Regions from separate parts of the Mus musculus genome. Here region 1 is linked to region 2. A link is a contact called in public promoter capture Hi-C data. All regions are on one chromosome and are shown on one strand. The core of a region is the stretch at or near the end of the contact, and the rest is flanking DNA. Distances in the headings are between cores, read along the strand shown.

Evidence for each region. Capture Hi-C pulls out chosen DNA fragments and counts their contacts.
Region 1: a promoter capture Hi-C map of liver shows a contact between it and region 2. The contact joins the promoter of Ccdc110 here to the promoter of Cfap97 in region 2. A contact is called at or near these places in 3 of 39 promoter capture datasets (the 3T3-L1 cell line, pre-B cells and stem cell-derived epiblast-like cells) and 1 of 9 other capture datasets (liver).

What each region holds. Positions count from the first base shown.
Region 1 is chr8:45,932,430-45,938,283 of GRCm38.p6, forward strand. It overlaps Ccdc110 (coiled-coil domain containing 110), which reads left to right and starts at 2,190. Exons shown (of 7, transcript NM_001033246.3): 1 at 2,190-2,285; 2 at 2,589-2,735. The coding sequence starts at 2,276.
Region 2 is chr8:46,159,473-46,165,743 of GRCm38.p6, forward strand. Cfap97 (cilia and flagella associated protein 97) reads left to right here and starts at 4,179. Exons shown (of 5, transcript NM_025747.4): 1 at 4,179-4,277.

The DNA of each region.
Region 1 (5,854 bases), core at 940-3,439, 230 kb before region 2:
GTTCCAAATTCTGAACCTGCAGCTGTTAGTTAACAGGTAAAAGTAGATTTTTCTAAGAGGAAAATTGGTTTTGAAGTAAAAGGATTTTGAAGTGTTATGACTTTTGGCTTTAAAAAAATGATAATGTTGATTTTAATCCCCATAAGAAAGGACTTTACAATTAAAAAGTCAGGCTTTTATAAAACAGTTGTGGGGATGATCAAAATATTTGGCCAGAGAAGCCATAGCCTGACAAAATACACTTTTCTGTCTATTGATATGAGAATGAATTAGAGAAACTGTCACCGACCAAGCCAGGAAAATTTGAGCATTCATATAAGTAATCTTAGCAACAGAATAAAATCCATTGCTAACTAGTAAATAATATAAGAAACAGTGATCCATACAGAGATAATTATAGGTAAACTAGAAAACCAAAAGCTTGTGATGAATGGAGTTATTGTATAAGCCAAAATATTTTATGCAAACTATTTCTTAATCAAAAAAGAACAAAGGTTTAATATCTATGGTAGAGATTAGTTAGTCACCAAATGAACACCACACTGATGCTGTAGACCACAATCCTGTGCCACCCGAGAGACTACAATGAGGACCAACAGCCATTATGCCCCCCTGACAAGAGTGCATGGCCTGATCTACCACTAGGAAACACCCACAAAAGACACAAAAACATTTTACAGAATAATTGGTCTAGAATGTTCTAAAATGTTAAGGCCGTAGGAGTTCAAGATAAATCAAACTGATCAGATTAAAATGCATTAAATAAACAGATCATGGCAACTGGATGTAATGCCAGCCTTTAGGCTGGGACCTATGGCTACCCAGGGCATTACTGCAAGAATGTCAGTGATGCCTGGAAGCTATAGGGTGACTATGCATCAGCACTAATCTTGAATATTAACAGTGTATTGTGCTTCTTTTCAGTATTCTTATAAAATACACACCCAAATGTTCAGGAGAGATGGGATGAAGTCAGCAATTTGCTCTTAATAGTCCAGGAGGACAGGCAGATAGTTGGCGAATGGCTTACCACACAAGCATGAGAACCTGAGTTTGATGTCCACGGTAAAAGGCCAGGGGCAACATGGTGCACATGTCTGTCGCCCTTTGTCCACATTGAGGATCCCTTTGGGCTCACTGACCAAACAATAGAGACTGTCTGTGAGCTCCAGGCGCAGCAAAATACTCTGCTCCAAAAACTTTAGGTGGATCTCAATAAATAAATACAGCATAAGTCTCTGACTTCCACACTCATGTACACACACACACACACACAAACACATACATACATACCTGCATGCACACACACACACACACATACAACACACACACACACACAAAACAAATTAATAAATCTTTAAAACTTAAACCTTTTCTACTAAAGGTCATTTTTCTGATAGATTAACTGAGAAGTTATCCTAAAATAAAAGTAGATTTCTGCTGAGACCAGTGCACAGATTAAAATTGAGGTTAACATTGCAAACACTTATCATTTTGTTTTACAGTCTATGCCAACTGTTGTGACTTAGTCATCTCATGAAAATCTCCAGGTGATTTCTATGTAATAGCCAATACTCACCGTCACCATCCACAAATTAGAGTTGTCACATAATATTTCATTGTTACATTAATACCCAGCATTTGATGAACTATATTATTTTCTTTAGAATAGTGGTTTAACAGATGTATTAGGCTGAAAAATTTAAATGTATTAAAGCTGTCCAATGCGACCAAAAAAAAAAAAAAAAAGACTGTCGAGTCTTGTAAAAACCATTGCTCCAGAAAATAAGAAATTATAGCTCATGAACATTAAACCATCATGCCTCTTCCCTGAAAGTAAGCCAGGTGTAATTTATTAAGTAATAAATTATTACATCATAGTGGCTGTCAATTCCTACTCACAGTGATTTAAAATTCAGTTCTCAATGACTGTATATTCTATCTGAGATAACTGATTTTGCAAAAATAAGTCATATGTATTTATTGAAAACTTTTACTTAAAAGCTCGTGTTTTCTAACCAGTCACTCAAGCTCTGCTTCCCGGGGAAGCACCCGCCTTTTTCAAGTGTTTTATCAAGTGTACAGGAAAATCAGTGCACTTCATATAAATGAAAACCAATCACATCGTCTGCATCAGCTCCGGAAAAGGGTGGGGGTGGGCAGGGCTCCCCCCCCCCCCGACCTCCGTTACTAGGCAACGGGATGCTGCGGCTAGAAGCGGCAGAGCTGAATGCTTGGGGCAAGGCAGTTGGTGGAGAGATCTTAAGCGACAGAAATGAGCCCCGGTAAGAACGATCCGGGAGGCTGTCCTCTAGAGGGAGGCTCTGGGAAATGGAGGATAGTGGAACCACACCCATGTCCCTTCATCCCAAAGCCTCCGGAGTTTTCCGGATGGGTCTGGTGTGCGTTATCTTCCCGACCTCAAATCCCCTGCTCAGTGAGAAAGCACTCGCCTGCCCCCTGGCGGGATGCCGCCTTCACCCCTATTTGCAGAGTTGACATCTCTACCTGATCATAGCGCGCCCTCTGGTGGCCACAGAGGGCGTGGGCGACCCGAATGTCCGTGCCTCGCTTCTTCACCTTCCCAGGCTACCTTCCAGCTCCAAAAGCTGTGCTCGGGTCTGTTCCAGAGAAGCACCTCGCGGAAGAAGATGAAGTTGACTCCATTCTCCTTTCAGCATCCAAGATCCTGAATTCCTCTGAGGGGGTAAAGGAAAGCGGGGGCAATGAACCAGGTAAAATCTACGTTTTTGCAGTAAATATTGGTGGGAAATGAGCTATAGCATGGGGAGGATATTTGAAAGAATTCAAACAGCCACGAGTTCCGATAAACAAAGACTCAGATGTGTAGAGTAACTTGAGGACCACAGAACACTGCCATTGGGATCTCACTTCCTGAAGAGAAGCCCAAAGGGACAGCACCCCTCTCACATGGGTGCACAGTGGGACATCAAGAGAAGGAGCCAGGACTTATGAGCAAAGGTGGCTTTTAGATTGATGGGTGGGACCCCAATCGTGAGTTCCCCAGGTGAGGCAGAGAGAATTGATGGAGTAGACATGGGACTGGGTTCCTTTTCACACGTTAGCCAATGCAAGGCCACACCTCCCCTGATAAAAGTCAACTTGATTGAAGATGGAGAACATGGAGGATGAGTAGACCATCGCTTTCTGTATTCCTCTGTTACCAGGCATGAAGACCTGTAATCTTCCCTGAGGAACCAGCAAAGTGGGGCAGGGTAACGAGACTAAATACCATCACAGATGGTTAAAGACATTTAAATAGCCTAGTATTTACCCCTGCGCTCAACAAAGGTCAGAAAAGCTGGAGTCGCCTCAATACGGCAAGCGCATGTGTGTTGCACTTAGAGGCTGAGGAGATGGTTTCAGGAGTGAAGTTCTTACTGGGCAAACATCAGCTCGAATCCCCTGTAAAGGTCAGACTCAGGGGAGACAGAATCCGGGAAGCCATGGACCATTTAGCCTCATGAACACAGCAGCAAATAAGAAGAGTTCACCTCAAACACAGTAGATGACTGATACTCCTGTGATACTCCACAGCATGACTTATACAAATAAGAGCAGCTAGTTAACTAACTAACATAACTAACCTTAACTTGTCAGGATGCGTATGAGGGGTACCTTCTGGTTGGTTCTGGCCCTCCTTTTCTGCTTCTGAGCCTCCATCCATTTGCTCAACTGCAAGCATTTTGAAGAACCTGCTGTATCAGGCCCTGATCTAGGAGTTGGGCATCTGTAATTATCAATGACAGTTGTCACTTTGACAGAAGCTAGAATCCCTCGGGTAATGAACCTCTGAGCCTGCCTGTAGGGGATCATATGGCTTTCAATGGCTGAGGTGGGAAGAGCTGCCCACTGTGGGTGGCACCATTCCTTGGCTGTGGTCTACACAGCTTAAATGGAGAAAGGAAGCTGAGCACCCACATGAACTCATTCTTTGCTCTCTGTTTATTTACTGTGTATGCAACTCAGCTATCTGTCCCATTGTAATTCACCCTGAAAGAATAGCCTGTACTCTTGAGCTATAATGCTGAGTTAAATCCCTTCCCACATAGGTTTCTTTTGTCAGAGTATTTTATAGTAGAACAGAAAACAAACTAAGACAGGATCCAAGACTATATATACAAGCTTTCATTTAGCTTATCTGTCAGCAGGAGAGCAGACATTGTTTACAAGGTAGCAGCCATTCCTATGGGGAAAGAGAAGGCAGAAGTATCTGGAGTGTTACAGGTAGGCGAGGTCTCTTCTGTTTTAAAGGGAGGAGGTGACCGGAGAGGGCTCCAGTTAGCAGGTCCCATCTGAGCAAAGACCAGAGGAGGTAAAGAAGAAATTGCAAAAAAAGTTCTACAAAAGAACATTTCAGGCATCAAGACCAGCAACAGCCCGAGGTCTGAGGTGGGAGAGAGGCTGGCTGGCTTGAGCAGTTAATTCCTGTGGATGAGGCAGAATGGGTAGGGCGGGGGATGGGGTATCAGGTGAAGGTTGGAGTGGGGTAGGAGAGAAGTAACTTTGTAACTCCGGGCAAGGATTTGGGGTTCTATTCTGAACAAACTGAGAAGCACTGGGAAGTTCTGAGCAGCCCCCCCCCCCCCACCTTGCGTTTGGACTAGAATTGTTCTCATGAACGAATTCGAAGGGTGATACACGCGTAGAGTTACCCATCACATTATGTTATAAAGCCAGAAGTCGATGTCCAGACAGCCTGATTCCATAGCTGATACCCTAACTTCCCTGGCAGAGTGCACTCCAACCCACAGGCCACCTACACTGCAGATGTCACTAGGCCTGTCAACAAAGTTAGTGTTTGCACTTGAGAACCACTTTAACTTTTTGCTTTTTAAATCGTCATGTTCCCCCTTAGCCTCAGTCACAGGCGTGCACTTAACACTTTTTGCATATATTGAATAGGACATAATTTTCTGCGGGCTTGGACATAAACTCCCTTTTTCTTTCTGATAAAAAGGTCATCCCCGTTGATAATTGAGTCTTTTTTTTTTTATTTCAGCACTTAAATATGAAATAGAAAACATAAGTGTTAGCAGTCCTTCTAGGCTCCACCCCACAGTTACCTAGCAACAGCCAGGTAATGCCTGGCTTACTATAAAAGGGGCTGCTTGGCCCCTGCTCACTCTCTTACTCTCTTACTCTCTGCCCCTTCTCCCTCTCTCCAGATGGCCTTGCCCCCTCTCTCCATGTGTTCCTGGCCAGTCTCTTCTCTTCTCTCTCTCCTGCTCCCCCCTCCTCCTCCCCTGCTGCTCTTCCTCTTCTCCTGCCTCCTCCTTCTCCTTCTTCCTCTTCTCCTTCTCTCTCTCTCCTCCTCCTCCTCCTCTTCTTCCTCTCTCTGTCTCTCTCTGTGTGTCTGTGTATCTACCTGTCTGTCTGTCTGTCTGTCTCTACTCCCCTTCCCATGCCCTAAATAAATTCTATTCCATTCTATATCCATCATGTGGCTGGTCCCTCAGGGGGAAGGGATGCCTCAGCATGGGCCTGCAGAGGTGCCCCCTTCCAACTTGCTCTACCAAACATATCCTAGCCTCTTTTCTCTTTTTAATACACAGTAAGATAGATATGAATAATATTTCTTACATTCTCAATAGATGATAAGATTCTTCAGGGGTGGGGCCATAGGCCTCACTCCTTCTAATGACTCCCAATAGGATACATTTAGCAAAGACTTAGTGAATGCTAAACTGTGATTCTGTGTTGTCTCCCGTGGATCTGTGATCATTCCCCTTCACATTCCAGAATCATATAGTGTCATGTGACTTCTCTAAGCATTACTGAATTTTGAAAGTATTTTTCCTTAGGAACAAGTAACACCCAAAGACTCATAGGA
Region 2 (6,271 bases), core at 2,929-5,428:
TGGGAGGGGTACAAGGAAAGAGTCTGGTGCAGGTACAGCAACTCCGGATTGGCCCCGGCTGTGGTTGCTGGGGAGATTTTCCTACTCTTCCCCCAGCAACCAATATCACAAACACCTGGCAATGGGCTTCATCAATGGGCACACACATGGGTTCAAGGAACGGTCAAAACATTGGCAGACACACAGGTTCTAGGAGCAGCCAGAGCATTGTGCACCTCTATTTTTCTAAATCAGTGAAGCTAGTTCTGCTAGCAATGAAATCTATTTTGCCAATTTCAGGCCTTCTGTGACCTTTTACATTCTGTCAGGATCTTTCACTACTGCTGACCTGTGAACTGAACTGCCAATTTCCAGACAACACAGACAGGATTTGCTGCAGAGAACCATTTCTAAACAGGCCCATTTCCCCCATATCCTTTCTTCTCTACTCCCTCTGGTGCGTGGTGGGCTAAAGGGAGGTTAAAGTGTTTGAGAACCATCATTAAAAATAAGGTTTGAAGATAATTAAAGTTACAAAGCCAAGACCCCTGCCTTGACTCTTACACCGACACAGAGAAAGGCCATCTCTGGACCAGGAATCAAGGTGCCTTACCTGTTGCCACCTTGAACTGATTTTCCTTTCTCCTGAACTGTGAGAGAGAAGATACGCTATAGCATTTGTTGTAACCAGGCTGAAGGACAATAATGAATCAAGACTTAAAAAAAAAAATTCAGTCTTCAAGAGAATCGTTATTAAAAGTCAATTACTGGGGGCTGGTGAGATGGCTCAGCGGTTAAGAGTGCCGATTGCTCTTCCAAAGGTCCTGAGTTCAAATCCCAGCAACCACATGGTGTCTCACAACCATCTGTAACAAAATCTGATGTCCTCTTCTGGAGTGTCTGAAGACAGCTACAGTGTACTTACATATAATAAATAAATATTTTTTTAAAAAGTCAATTGCTTTTATTGTAAAATACACAAAACTGAAATTTTACCATAGTAACCATTTTCACAGTGTAGTAGTAAATACATTCATGTTGTGTAACAATCATTATCCATTTCCAGAATTCCTCTAGCAGGCAATTGCATAGATACTCTGCCACCAAAGAACTTACGCTACCATGTCCAAAACTTTTTCTACCAGGCAACTGGACAGAAGCTCTGCCATCAAACAACTTGCCATTCTCCTCCCCAGAACCGCTTCGCATGAATTACATTATTCTAAGCCTCTTAGACATGGAATCATGTATTTGTCTTTTCTGACTAGCTTTCTTCATTTAGCATCATTTCTTAAACTTTCATGTATTAGGATTTCGTTCCTTTTCGTGATTGGGTAAAATTTCACTGTGTATGCAAGTGCCTGTATCAACATTTTATGTTCATAGACTCAGGTTGTTTTTATATTTTGAGTATTATAAATAACAATGCTATGAATCTAGATGTACAAATATCCAAGATGCTGCTTTGAATTCTTTTGAGCATATATCCTGAAATGTAATTGCTAGTTCATATAATTCTATTTACTATTTTCAAGAAAATACCATAATTTCCTATCCTGCTGTCTTATGTATCAACTGTGCAAAAGGCTTCCAATTTCTTTGAGTCTTATCCATCTTGTTGTCTATTTCTAGTTTTTGCAACAGCTACTTCTAAAATGGTAACTCTCCAAGTGGGGCTAAAATGAACCTCATTGTCTGACTTTGTATGCTTGGTGTGCAGGTACAGAGCAAAGTACCACAGTGAAGCTGTGGTTCTAGGGTAACTTTGTGAGCACAGGTGTGTCATAGAAAAGTTGTGAGGTTGTAGCCAGTTTTTTACTTCCACTGTGGAATCTAGAAGTTCTATTCAGGTTGTCAGGTTGCCTTTGGAATTACTTTGTACCAGTTGTGCTGTCTCCGTGGCCTTGAATGTTTTCTTGTGTTCTGGGATCTAATTCTAGTCATCTGGCAAGCACATTTACCTACCAGACACGATCATCTCAAAGGCCTTCACAGATTTTGATATGCAGTTCCTTAATGGGTAGTGTCTTAAGCGACTTTTTTATTGCTGTGTCAAAGCAACGTGACCAAGGCAACTTATAAAATAGAGCAATTAGTTGGGTTCCCAGTTTCAGAGGGTCAGAGTCCATGATAGCAGTGCAAAGGCATGGCATGGCAGCAGGGACAGATGACAACTCCCTTCTTAATCCAAAAGCAGGAGGCAGAGCAGTAGAAGGCTTTTGAGATCTTTGCCAAAGCTCACCCCTAGTGCCACACTTCCAACAAGGCACACCTTACTCCTTCCCAAACAGTTCCACCAACTGAGGACCAAGTATTCAAATACATGCATATAGAGGTTATTTTCGTTCAAATCATTTTTAGTGAAGTCCCTGTGTTTTCTTGTGTTGTTGGCTATTTGTATCTTCTTTGGAGAAATGTCTACTCAAACACTTTATATCTACCCTGACAGAATATTTTTTCATTAGTTAAAAATTAAGTGAAATACTGTCTTTGAGCCAACAAAATGAAGAAAAAAAGTTTCTCTTTGTTAATAATCAGGACCCCAAAAATATAAAATATATTGTTCAAAATAAGAGTCCTTTCTTGAGTCTGATGGCTGTGGTTGTGATCACACACACACACACACACACACACACACGATTAGACACCTAGACACTTAGTGAAGCTCACCTCTGGGTGTGTCTGGAGGGCATTTCCAGAGACATCATGTGGGCTCTGATCTCATCAATGAAGTGACCCTTGATGGATTCATAATATGCTGGCATTATTAGCAGGTGGTGATAGGGAGGAGGTGGCGCCTAGGTGGAAGAAGGTCACTAGAGGTATCTCTAGCATTATACCTTGCCCTGGCCTCTTCCTGTAGGCCAGATTCTCCAGTCTTATAATTCCACAAACTGCTGCTCTGTAGTGCCATGAAGGACTGAACCCTCTCAAAATGTGAGTCAACACATCTTTCCTCACTGTGTTAGCTATTCTGTCATGGCTCTGACAAACAATACACTCGTAGTCCCTAGGATATAATGTTAAGTTTGTGCTTGCTTCCTTAGTACCTTTATTTAAGTGCTGAGAACTTATTATGGCTGTAACAAATTACTACAAAGTTAGATGTATAAAACAACTCATTGATTTGGATTAGGGAGCTGTGGAGGTCAGAAATCTAAAATCCAGGCATATTTGAGTTCTTTCGGGGTAGAAGCCACTTCTCCCCTCTTTTCAGTCTTCCAGAGATGCATGCATTCTTTGGCTCATTGACTCTTCCACACATCACTCAACTATTTTGTGTCCCAGCTCCTACAACTAACTGGCTTGGAAGCTTTTGCCTCTCCCTTTTATAGGGATTTATAGTGGCTGATTACACAATGAGCTCCTGGATAATGTAAATTTAATTGCATCAGCTAAATTCTTGTGCCAGATAAAGTAACATATTCGTGTACTCTGGTGATTAGAGGATAGAGATCAGGAGTGTACTGCCATTCCTGACCCTTAGATGTGTCAACAAGAAATTAAGGCACTCAACCGTCTATAGAGATCATTTTTTATATTGCTTAAAGTGGACCTTCACCATCAGAAGGGCCATCCTTTATGGGTTACCTGCCCCGGTGCATATTAACTATGCTTGAATTTGAAATTTTTTCCTCCTTTGACACGGGCCTCACGATATAGCCCTGGCTGGCCTGGAAGTCACTATGTAGAACACAGGGATTCCTCTCCCTCTACTCCCAAGTGCTGAGACCAATGGCATCCGCCACCAGGACTGGTTCGTGTAAACAGCGTTTTGCTGAAATAAAATCGAACAAAACACACAGTCGTCCTCCATTTTTATTATTGTCATCTTGTTACAGAATTACAAGATTACAGCGTCTTTTTAGGAAACCATCCCGGACGTCTAGACCTACCGCAGCGTCGTGGGTAGGCGAGCAGGTGATGCCCTGGACAACAGGGAGGCCTTGGTGGCCTCCTTTCCATGAGCCTCCGAGACCTCGCGAGGTCCTGCCGAGAAGCTGTCGCCCCTGCAGCGCCGGCCTGATCACTTTGACCGGGTCTCCCGGAACTACGGACGACAGGAGCGCAGCCCTCACCCTCGCCGGCAGAGACTCGGCTCCGCGCTCGCCCCGCCTTTCCCCTTCCGCTGAGTCCAACCCCCGGAGCTTCCGCCCGCGCTCAGGCGTGCGCCGGTCTCCGTTAGCTTCTACCGCGGGGGAGGGAGAACGGTGGAGGTGTGGCTGCGCGTGCGCAGAGCGAGCGAGAACCCGAACGCTCCGCGGGGCGCAAGAGTCCGTGGCGGCCACAGTTCGCAGGTGAGCGGCGCTCGGGCTTCCGCATCCGGTCGGTCTCCAGCGGGCGAGACGGCCCTCCCCTGCGTTCGGGGTCCGTTTCCCCGGTTCAGTGCCCGACGGAGGCGAGCACCCGGGGTGGGTACCGCCGAGCCTCCACGGTGGGGGGGACACAGGCTGTCCTCAGCCCTAGGCGCCGCCACCTCGGCCTCGCTAGCCCGCAGGGCGAGCGACGTGGTAACCGCTATTAAAAAAAAAAAAAAAAAAAAAAAAACGATAGCCCGGCCCGCAGGACGCGAGAGGAGGCGTGGAGTCGGGGTCCGAGCCCACGGCTGCCCCTCTCCGGGCGCTTGAACCCGAACCCACAGCTCTGAGGCACTGAGTGTGAAGAGGCAACCGACTGGGGTCCTGGAAGAAGCCCCAGACTCCTGAAAACCAGGTGTTCAGTTTGAGCCAAGATTTTTGTATGCTTAATTTGGTGCCCTATTGTGTCCATATCGACAGATAAGGACTTATCTCAAATGTACAAAATGCCGTTTTTAATGACAGGTTATTCGAGTATTCTTTCTGGTGTATTGGGAAAGCGCTGTTATTTCTACTGCTAGTTCTGCATAAGCTAAAACATCACTCTCCAAGTAACTTCCAGGTAGCTTTGACAGCAACCTGGCTCGATCCACCAGAGGGTTGTTAGAGTCTCATGAACCATCCTTTGATTTTTATCCTTCTCCCGTGTGTTGTAAGATAATCTTAACGATCCTATAAAGCTACAATTTTTCTTGCCTATTCCCGAATGTAAGTTGAATTAGAAGCAACCTTGATGTAAATTTTGGCAAAAGAATCGTTAATGAGGGAGATCGTCCGCTAAGTTTTCCTGGAACTTAAGTTTGTGTGTGTACAGCCACTCTTGCCCAATAGAAATTCTGACTATAAACACCAGAAATTTGACATACACTAGGCAGTGGGCCACCTCTCCAGCGGAGAGAGGGACATTATCAAAATACGCTGGAAACATGATGGTTTTATTCTGTTTACATAGGAGGCAGAGTAAGAACCTGGGCTGAGCCTTAAATCTCCAGACCTCTTTGTGGGATAAACCCAACTGTTGTAGGTCTTTTTCTAGACACTGGATGTATAAAGGTGAACAAGAAAGACCTCTGGAGCGCCCAGTCTGGTAAGAGTGGCTATACCTCCACCTCCTCCTCGCCCCATCCTCTCCTCTCTCCATCTTTCTCCAGAGCTCAGGTGATCCTCTTAATTTGGCTTCACTAGTAGTTGATTTATAAGCACACGCTATAAGGGGTCCAACGCTAGCCAGTCTCGTGAGGAGACTCCCGTAGGCAAAGTTTTAGACAAATCTCTTCCCGTTCTGCTCTTGGACCCCTAGAAACTAATTAGACGAGACAGCATCAGTGTGGAAGACCACAGTACAATTTCCTGTGTCCTTCATCCGGTGCCATTCACCGTCTCTTTTGAGAAATGGCCTTGTTTGGCCTAGAACTCACCAAGTAGAAGACTGGCTGGCCAGCAAGTCCTTAAGGATCCACCACCTCAGCACCATGTTTACAAACACACGCCAGCGCCCTCTCCTCCCCCCAACTGGAGCACTGGAACTATTTAAGCTTTTCTATCTCACCCAACCTACTTCTGAATAAACCTAAGCATACACTTCAGTAAGATGTCACATGTCTGTTAGTCAAGATGTACTACTGTTTCTGAGCAAACCATTAATAACTTCTGTTACGATGATGACTGCTTTTTTCTTTAATAAACTTATTGGGGGACACACTCATTAGTACTTGTGGAGGTTGGGAGGACCAGGGCTTAGTTCTCCTGTTCCATCCTGTAAGTCCCAGGAACCAAACTCAGGCTGGCAGGCTTGGTAGCAAGCACCATTACTGACCCAGTGATCTCAGTGGTCCTAAACTGACTTTTCGGTTATGGCTACGATTCTGCAAACTATCTCATCATTTAGTGATTTTTTTTTTTGTCTAGTATGAAATTCTTCAATTTCAAGAGAT